2 separate regions of the Oryza sativa genome follow, and region 1 is linked to region 2. The links are chromatin contacts, called in public HiCAR-type maps. All regions are on one chromosome and are shown on one strand. Each heading gives the region's core, a stretch centred on a gene start, on an enhancer-like site or on the middle of the called end of the contact. The rest is flanking DNA. Distances are from core to core; before and after follow the strand shown. Region 1 holds the start of LOC4328909. Region 2 holds the start of LOC4328899.

Evidence for each region. HiCAR-type assays count read pairs that join an accessible place to other places.
Region 1: a contact with region 2 is called in a HiCAR-type map of leaf, with 1.9 times the contacts expected there. The contact joins the promoter of LOC4328909 here to the promoter of LOC4328899 in region 2. A contact is called at or near these places in 1 of 15 Hi-C or Micro-C datasets (seedling) and 1 of 4 datasets of contacts at active chromatin or transcription factors (leaf).

What each region holds. Positions count from the first base shown.
Region 1 is chr2:8,737,610-8,742,383 of ASM3414082v1, reverse strand. LOC4328909 reads left to right here and starts at 1,629. Exons shown (of 1, transcript XM_015768196.3): 1 at 1,629-2,519. The coding sequence starts at 1,766. The coding sequence ends at 2,179.
Region 2 is chr2:8,566,107-8,571,105 of ASM3414082v1, reverse strand. It overlaps LOC4328899, which reads left to right and starts at 3,422. Exons shown (of 1, transcript XM_015769295.3): 1 at 3,422-4,116. The coding sequence starts at 3,543. The coding sequence ends at 3,923.

The DNA.
Region 1 (4,774 bases), core at 380-2,879, 170 kb before region 2:
TAATGGAATCTTCTTTGTGCTCGACGATCGTACGTGCCGGTGGATCGACTGCGAGAGATTTTGCAGAGATCGATCGAGTTGGTGTGCATGCATGAATGATCGATCGATCGATGATGGATGGTTGCGAGATCACGTGCAGCGGCATTCGTCTAAAAAAAGTTGGTGCGTACGTAGTAGGTGCTTCCCTCGTTTCATAAAAACAAACCTACTATATAAAATATGACGCATTGTAGTATTTCAAATCTGTACCGTTTGCATTTATTGTATTAGAATGCGTTATATTTCATATTTAATTTATTTTTTTAAAGACGAAGGGAGTAGATAGGTGTTGCTGGTGGTACTGATTTGATGCGTCTCTGTGTTGTTTTTGGAATGTTGTTTGCGCAGAGGAGGATGCGTCCCGGTTTTGTATCTTGTGAATGTTCTTTTTCGTGCGTTGCTTTTGGAATCATGCGTGTACACACATGTCATTAGTTGTCTGTGATATCTCATGTGACAAGTGTACCTTAAAATATGATTGGAACTAATTTCGATCCGGAAAAACCAGAAGGAAAAATTCTTATTCCTTCTCACTCACTACCGCGGAAATCTCCAAAAAGAATCATGATTTTCACACGATTTTCGTAGAAATGCTAGCAACCACCACTATACATCCCGTGAGTGCAACTCGATCGGTTTTTTACTTTTACAATGAGCACATCCACAACATATATACTACCCCCATTTTTTTAATGTACAACTTCATTGATTTTTTTATAAAATGTTGGACCATTCGTCTTATTTAAAATTTTTATGTAAATATAAAAAAAATTAAATCATGTTTAAAGAATATTTGACGATAAATCAAGTCATAAGAAAATAAATAATAATTACATAAATTTTTTATAAAACGAATGATTAAATGTATCTTAAAAACATCAACGATGTCATATATTAAAAAATAGAGGAAGTAGCTAGCTAGGCAGCAGTAGCAGAGCAACAAAGGAAGCTAAACTCAAGCTACGTTGTCATGTTAGATCACGGCATCAACGAAAGTATCTATTTCTAAAATAAGTTCTTTCATAAATATATTTATAAAACAAATTTTTGAAAAAGACCAAAAATTGAAAAATTCCAGAGGTACGTGATCAGTGATCGAGATGCACCAAACCAACCCAAAGCAACCCATCCATCGTCGCCAGTCCCCCACCATGTGCCCCTAGACAGCGACTCTTTCGGATTTATTACCGCTTGATTGCCACACAAATTTTGACAATACGACCCTTTACAAAAACTAATTTTACAAATGAACTGTCATCAAAACTTATTTAAAAAATTACCATTTTGTTCAGCGCCAAATCATATGGCACTAAACTTAGACACCTCAGCGCTAAATAGCACGACGCTGAATGTACATTGGCACGCTGACTCAGCCTCCTATTCACGGTGGCACGACATTCAGCGCCAGTTGACGTGGCGCTGAGGTGTCTAAGTTCAGCGCTATACGATTTTGCGCTGAACAAAAGGTTATTTTTGAAATAAGTTTTGGCGACGGTTCATTTGTAATATTAGTTTTTTCAAAGGGTTAAATTGTCAAAATTTGTGTGATTGCCATCTCCTTCGCCATTGGAGCTCACCACACACTCGCTACCCTACTTCTTCTGTTCGTTAAATATATACTCCTCCACCACCTCACTCCCTCGCCTTCTCATTCACCAACCCAGCAAAGCTCGATCGACCACGTGATCGAGCTCGATCTGCTCGCCGCCGGCGGTGACCATCAGCCATGGGCAACTGCCTGCAGAGCGGCGGCGGCGGCGCGGCGGCGTTGGGAGACGGGAAGATGAGCATGAGGAGGAGAGTCTGCGGCGGCGGTGGTGGTGGGGAGGAGGAAGACGAGGCTGCAGGGTCGTCGTCGTCGTCGTCGGTGATGAAGGTGAAGATGGTGCTGACGAAAGCCGAGCTGGAGTGGCTCATGGCGCAGCTCAAGGCCGGCGACCGCCGCCTCGAGGACGTGCTCCAGGAGATGGCCCGCAAGCGCAACCGCGGCCTCCTCACCACCGCCGCCGCCGCCGGTGACGCCTGCGCCGCCTGCGCCGCCGGCGCCGGAGGAGGCGACGGCGCCGACGGGTGCTGGCGGCCCAGCCTGGAGAGCATCGTCGAGGGCCCCGAGATGAGCTCCTTCAGCTTCGACTACTGAACTGATCGCCAGTGTGTCAAAGAGCTAGAGCCTTGTTAATTACGTTAATTACCTTGCTAATTACGTTTAGAGCACGGTAATTTTTCTTGTTAGCAGTGCATGGCCGTCTTTGCTTGCCATGGATGAATCATGAATGGGATGATCAGGGAAGGATAAATTTAACTCTTGTCCTAATGGCTAGAGTTATGAGTTACTACTTGGAGTTGTAGCTAGGGGTAATTAATCTAGGTCGGCTCCTTGCTGCTTTTGAGTTAATCTTTGCTTAACTTTTTTTTTCATTTTTGTATATACAGTGTACTATCTCTGAGAAGTAGTAGAAATACTCTTGTAGTCTTGTATACTTTATTACTTGTATGCTCTTTCTAGTTCTTCTTCTTTGATAATTCTAGCTCTCTGCTAATTGCAACTCTCTTTTGTAATTTTTTTTTCCTCTTGCCTAATTAATTCTGGAGTTCTTTTGCTGCTACTGTTGTGTCATCTCCAACTCTGTTTTTGCTACTCTGCTCCCAGCTTCCATGAACTTTTCTTTTTTTTCACCACTATTTGGCACAAAGAAAGAAGCCCATTTGCTCGCTTTTGTCAGTGCTTTTCTTTCTTAGGGTATATTTAGTTCACACCAAAATTAAAAGTTTAATTGAAATTAAAACGATGTGACGAAAAAATTGGAAGTTTATATGTGTAGAAAAGTTTTGATGTGATAGAAAAGTTAAAAGTTTAAAGAAAAAAGTTGGGAACTAAACCAGACCTAAGTTCTAAAGTTAGGGTGGTAGAACTTTACAACGTTAAGTTCTACCATCCTAACTAAAAATACTGTCAAATCACAAGAGTGAGCTTTTTCTAACTGCACCAATGAAAAAGTCTGAAAACAGTTAAAGAAGTTTCTACTTACTGCCTGTTCTTCACCGACAGAGTAGCAAGGCCAGCTCCGTCAAATAATTGAAGGCGAAATTTCGATGTGGACTTCGTGCAGGCATGTAATTAACCTCGAGTTGATTCATGCAGCCGACTAATTAATTAATCACCAGGATTAATTAAGTCTCAGCGTCGAAAGACTAACTAATCTGACTGTTTGACAGGGGCAGCTTTGGTCAGCACCTTGACTAAGCAGTCGGACTGAATTAGCAGGCAATTAGATCAGTCCCAATACAAGACACTACACTTAGTTTTCATAAACTCAACATCATAGACACTATTATTTCAATACAAACATCACTCTTTCATACTTAAATTTGATGTTACTTATCTCACATAATGTATTGGATGTTGTGTAGAAACCATGTCTCATGTAAGACCTGGTTTCCTTCTCTTTTCTCATCTATTTACTTGCCACATCATTTTTCATTTTAGGTGACAGCTTATTTAATTGTTATGGATATCATTCTAGTTATTGGGTTGAGGATGGTCTTAGTAGTTACTACTAATTAATTAACTTCAACCGAAGCTTTAATTAATTCATGTTTGGTGCAACACAGACAGGTTCACTAGTTCAGTTTGACAAATGACTAGAAAAGCCAGGTCGCATCAGTTGGGGTAGTTTCGTGGCAGAAGAAACCAAGTTGCAAAGTTCCTACTATTCCAGTGCAGAAGAAGCATAGTGAGCTTTTGTTTTTGTTTTTTTTCCTGTTCAGCCAGCTGAGAAAGCAAAAGTAGTAATACTTGAAATTAACGCAAACGAGTTTCTTTGGAGAAGGGGGCCCTTCCTCACATGTGCTGCACTAGCTTAGCCTTTTGGACCAAATTCGATATATCGTCGATCTAACTAGACAAAGATCATTCTGTGCATGTGATGAAATCTCGAATAATCCATGAAGCTAGCTGCTGTAATTAATTAGAGCTGGCCTAAACTGGACCGTAGTTACGGTGACCTCATGAGAAATTATGTAATTTTTCATGAGGCTGTGTCCGCCGTTGATACTCATGTTCCGACCGGCCGCCGGCCGCCGACCACCGCTCGCCGGCGGCGCTGGCGGGGGTGGCGGCTGTCACCCTGCTGCACGCGTCGTGCTATGGCGGCCGCCGGCAGGGCCGGTCCTATGATTTTGAGGATCCTAGATAAACTTATTGTGGTGGGCCTTCTAAGCTATATATAAAATTTTATGATATATGTAGACGCTAATTTTACTTGTAAAACGAAAACAAATACATGACCGTTTACTTATAAAATTTCATCGCGATATGCTAATTTTACTTCGTATCTCGGACATTTCTACTTCCAGATAGACCGTAAGCAAGTACTACTAGACAACTCAACTAGTATTAAGTGTTGGCCCCCACCATTATGGGCCCCTGACGATCGCCTCGGCTGCATAGGCGCCGGCCCTGGCGGCCGGCCGGCTATGACACGAGCTTCATGGGCAGGCGGCAGCATGCAGCAGCAGAGCATGGGCATGCACACCACCAGATAGGCAAGGAGGAGGACGATGCTGCCCACCTTACGTCCATGGTGCGGCGGCGCTCCGGCGAGGCACAGCGTGAAACGGCGGCGGCGTTCCATGGTTTCCCTTTTGGGTGTACCATCCGTTCGATGAGGCCGTGCGGCCCGGATTAACTGCTGAACGGTGGTGTGTCCAGTCTTGGATGTTGTCGGGCCAATTA
Region 2 (4,999 bases), core at 2,173-4,672:
TACTACACATGTTGAGAACCATGATAATCTCAGGTTTAAGGATTCAACACCAACACTCAATGAGATCACTGATGACACAACACATATGGCTCTTGCAGTATCTCATGTTGGGTCTATCCAACAACATGTTCACCAACATGTGTCCACATTATTAATTTGGTATCTCTATACCATGATCCATGAGACATGATCATCAATTAATACATGTGCTGATCATATAAACATATTTGTTCCACATATGATATTTGATCAGGGATCCTTTAGAAATAGTAACAAACAACATAAAGAGTATCATGAAAGAATCACATATTCATTAACCAATAATGAGTTATCTATTTCAAGGAACAATGTCGGATAAATATGTAAACATAGTATGTGATACAATCATCTCTATGATTGTCTTTAGGGCATATCACTAACAGAAACTTATAGTATTTTTTTTTCTAAAATCCACTGCAATTCAAGATTGCTGTTATCCTTTTGTGGAGCGAGCCCCATCGTTTCTCCTACATGTGGTTATAAGCCATAACTCTTATTAGTCATAAAATAATTTGTGCGTGAAACTTTTCTATGAGCGACTTAAAAATCAATTTCAGAAAATAAACTATGATGAAGAAAACATTAAAATTAACTCCAAAATTAAGTTTTAAAATCTAAAATTTGGTTGTAGCCTTGTAGGTGATAACTTAAAAAACATCGAAATCCTTCCCTATGACCTGATAACTTGAAAAATGCTGGCTTCCTAGTTCCTACTCATGCACAGCACAACCACAGCCTGACCACGAGAAAGACAGAAAGGACCTTTTCAAGTTTTCTTCACTTCTTCGAAGTAGCCACAAGGCTAGAAACATGAACATGCCGTCACTGACACCTCTCACTTTCAAGTGATTGCAACTGGGGAAAATAATAAAAAAGAAGTCAATAAATCCGTACTACATTTGACTGTGCTTTTGGTACCAATAATTCTGAAAAGGGAGAAGAGATTAGGAGGATTCATGGGAACCAGCAGCTGCACATGCAGCTAAGGTTTGACTGGTGTGAGTGTGTGCATGAATTCATGATCCAAATGGTTTGAATATTATTTCCGGATCCGGTTCAATTCGTCATTTGCTTGGCTGGTGTCGCTCATACGTAGCACGCTACTAGCTGGCTATTCGTTTCAACAAAGGCTTGGCAATATTCAAATTAATTACAAATAATTTGTGCCAAGATGAGAATATATATATGGACTGCTACATTGACAAAATCAGCATTGCTATATATGTAGGAGTATATAGTACTAGTCTTTCTCATCATGAATACTGGAAAGGAATTTGTAATTTGAACGCAAGTTTTGGTGAAGCATACGTGGGAGGACGCAGTCATGATCAAACAAATTAAACGAGACAACGCATGTGCTGCCCCTTGCATACCGCGCACATGCCATACTAGTTAAATAACCACGAGTCTACTCGCTTGATTCATGTATGCATTATATCTAAAACATTTTTTATTTAAAAAACATTTTACGTTCCATTGTCATTTTAAGGGATTTATTTGTTATTTTCATTCCTTGGCTCCGGAGGTAGTGAAAAGTCGACCTGAAATTACTTTCAATAAACGGTCTTTATAACTAAATATTTTGGGTTTATACTCCGTGGTCCATAGCTAATATAAGTGACAAACATACTATTCGATCCCGTCCATAATAATTATCGTTTTACACATAATTGAGGTTAAACTTTTTAGAACTTTGACTATGTTTAAAAATATTTGCTTTACAAAAATAGCAGTTACATTACATGTATAGATTAATCTTAAAATATAAATATTCTTTATATATCTCATAATAAAAAATAATAGTAAAGTTTTTTTATTTAAAGCGATAATTATTATGAAACTATAGGGAGTACCATTTTCTTCCAGCATGGAACATACACCAATTTATTTTTGAGAAACAGAAAACCTACACCACGGCATCCCGTGGAGACGGGATCTCCTCTACTACTCCTCTCCCTCCAAATCATCCGGATCCCCTCCTCATACCTCACTCTCCTCCCCCAAATCACACGGCACTGTAGCCCTCCCCGTCACCTCCTCCTACCTCACTCTCCTCCCCCAAATCAGGCGGCACTGCAGCCCTCCCCATCGTCGTCGCCCACCGCTCGCCAGAGCTGGCGGCCACCGCCGCGGGGGAGGTGGCGACGGTGAGGAGCTCGGCGGCGGGCGCGGTGAGCGAGAGGGAGAGTGGGAGCGAGGCGCAGTGGAGCCGGAACGGGGTACGGTTGCGGCAACATCCTCCATGGCCGTGCCTCCTCGACGCCATCCCTCCCCCACGTCTTCTCCTCTTTTTGATGATACCCTCTGATACCCCACAAGTATTAGGCTTGATACCTTGGTCCCAAGGTCTGATACCTAGGTACCACCTGGTATCTTAGGTACCGGGTATCAGGTATCGGTCGATACCTAGTCGGTACCAAAGGTATCAGGTACCAGGTACCAGGGGAGCATATGTCCCTCACCTCGCCGTGCCTCCTCGACGCCATCCTTCGCCGTTGTGGCCCTCCCTCCCCCACGTCTCCTCTTTTTTGACGCTACCCTCTGATACCCCACAAGTATCAGGCTTGATACCTTAGTACCAAGGTCTGATACCTAGGTACCACCCGATACCTTGGGTATCGGGCATCAGGTATCGGTCGATACCTAGTCGGTATCAAAGGTACCAGGTACCAACCGATACCTAAGGTACCAGGTATCAAGTACCAGGTACTAGGGGAGTACACGTGGACAGAAGAAAGGAAAAGAGAAAGTCACTTAAAATATCCCGTTGCAACGGTATCCCGTTGTGTAGCTGCCCTCTTTGAGAAAAGCATCAACAGTGTGGTGGTGGAGCATGACTCCACTCATCAGGGTTTAAATTCTGGTATCCATAAATATTACGTATATATAAGTGAGATCTTAAAATAAATTTGGCGATATTAGGTATATACCGTTGATTTTCCGTCTTTTCAAGCATGTGTTACGGGCCGATCATATTCATATGTGTGTAAGTGTGGTATTGCGGGTGTAGAGATGTTGTGCGTTCGTACGTCTACCATCACAGTGAAGTCGCAAGAACACAGACAGGGAAAACCGGAAAAGGATAGAGGAGGCAGCGAGCCAGCCACAACCTATTTTTGTCACGAGGAGAAGAAAGCCCAGCCCTCCTTGACCGTTCCCAAAAGCTGACCGTTGCCTTCCTCCCCTCGCTGACCAGTCAAACCACCTCCTCCACTTGTCACTTCCACTCATCACCTCGAACCTCGAGCCGTGGGCCCCACATGTCATTGGAACAGCGTGTGTCTCCTCTTGTCGCATTTGGAATAGTCGTCGTTGGTTTCTTGCCGCCTTGACCCCAACCACCAGCGTCGTATATAAATCCCCCCTGCACAGGAAAGCTTTCGTCACGAAACAACCTTGCGTTGAGCTTAGCTTTAGCTGATCGAATCGAGAAGAGACGTAAATTAAGCAAGCGATCGATCGAACTGATCTCGTCGGCCGATCGATTGATCGGATTTGGTTCCATGGAGAGGGGTTGCAACGGCAATGGCGGCGGCGGCGGCGGCGTGAAGGTGACCTTCATCGAGACGCAGTTCGTCACCTCCGACGCCGCGGGCTTCAAGTCGCTCGTGCAGCGCCTCACCGGCAACGACGCAGCCGTGCCGGCGGCGCCGCCACAGAGGCCGCGGCCGTGCCGTGCAGACGGGTGGAGGGGAGCCGGCGGCGCGAGCGCGACGGTGGTGAAGCGGGAAGCCGTGCCGCCGCCGGTGGCGCCGTGGGTGGATGAGATGATGATGCTGTACGAGACGTGCGACCTCGCCGAGATGTTGCGCGTCGACGTCGTCGGCGCGAGCGGCGGAGGACGGTGCCACGGCGGCGGCGGATACGGTGGTTTTCCATGCTGATCGACGGCCGGCGATGAGCTCAGTCCATCTTCAGTTTTGGATGCTCTCTGCATGTTGTTCCATTCTTTTTTAACTGAGATTATCTGTATATTGCTCCATGCCTTGTTGTACCCTGTTTTATATGTTTGGTTGCGACCAGGCCATGTAATTCCGGTTCTAATCATGAAACTGAAAAAAAAAACAAATTGATAGAGCCGATGAATCAAAGGATTTTGGAGTCACAACAGGGTTTATACTTTCCGAAAAGGCCGAAATTTTGGTAATTTCAGTGGGCACCAACATTTCATCGATTTCGAAACTTTTTCACAAAATTATGGAAAAGAATAGGAATAACTATAGTTAGCCATATGGGCCGCTCGGCACGGCACGGCCTAAGCCTGGTCAAACCCAGACCAAGATTTGTCAGGCCTATACATATCTTACATATGGTTGAAAAGTCTATTTCACATCCCTGAAGTTCGTGCTGTGCCGAGGCATAGGCCCAGGCACAGCCCAACAACCATGTCGTGCCGGCACGGGCCCGACATCGATCAGGCCATGTCATGCTTGGGCCAGGCCAAAATCCCGTGCCTTGGCCCGGGCCTCGACCTTATGGCCAACTATAGGAATAACAATATCCATGCAATACGGACTAGCGATTAGTGTAGATTAACAAATCCTCCAAACATTTTATTGAGAAAACTCTAAATACTAGTAAATACGAAAGGGAGATGGGTCCTCTCCCTCATCACCTCCAGCTATAATGTGGAGCCTGGAGGTGAAGGCAGGTTTTACCTTTCCGTATTTAATATTAAAACCATCCTTGACCGGTTTATTGTATACCGACCTAAAACCGATAAAAACTAATAGCTTTCAGTCAACATCGTAAAAATACCAACTAAAATTGACACTACTGGTTTCGTGAAAATCGATCAATTTTTGTGAAAACCGCTCGGTGGAGAAGGATCAGACAGAAACTGAGACCGAAGTCTGAAGATAACTTTTTTATCAAATTTTTTTCAAGACTAATGCTTGGTAGCAGGAGCAGGTGGTCTTCTTTCCCGCATCCTCTTCGCCACTTATATTGTTCGACTCTT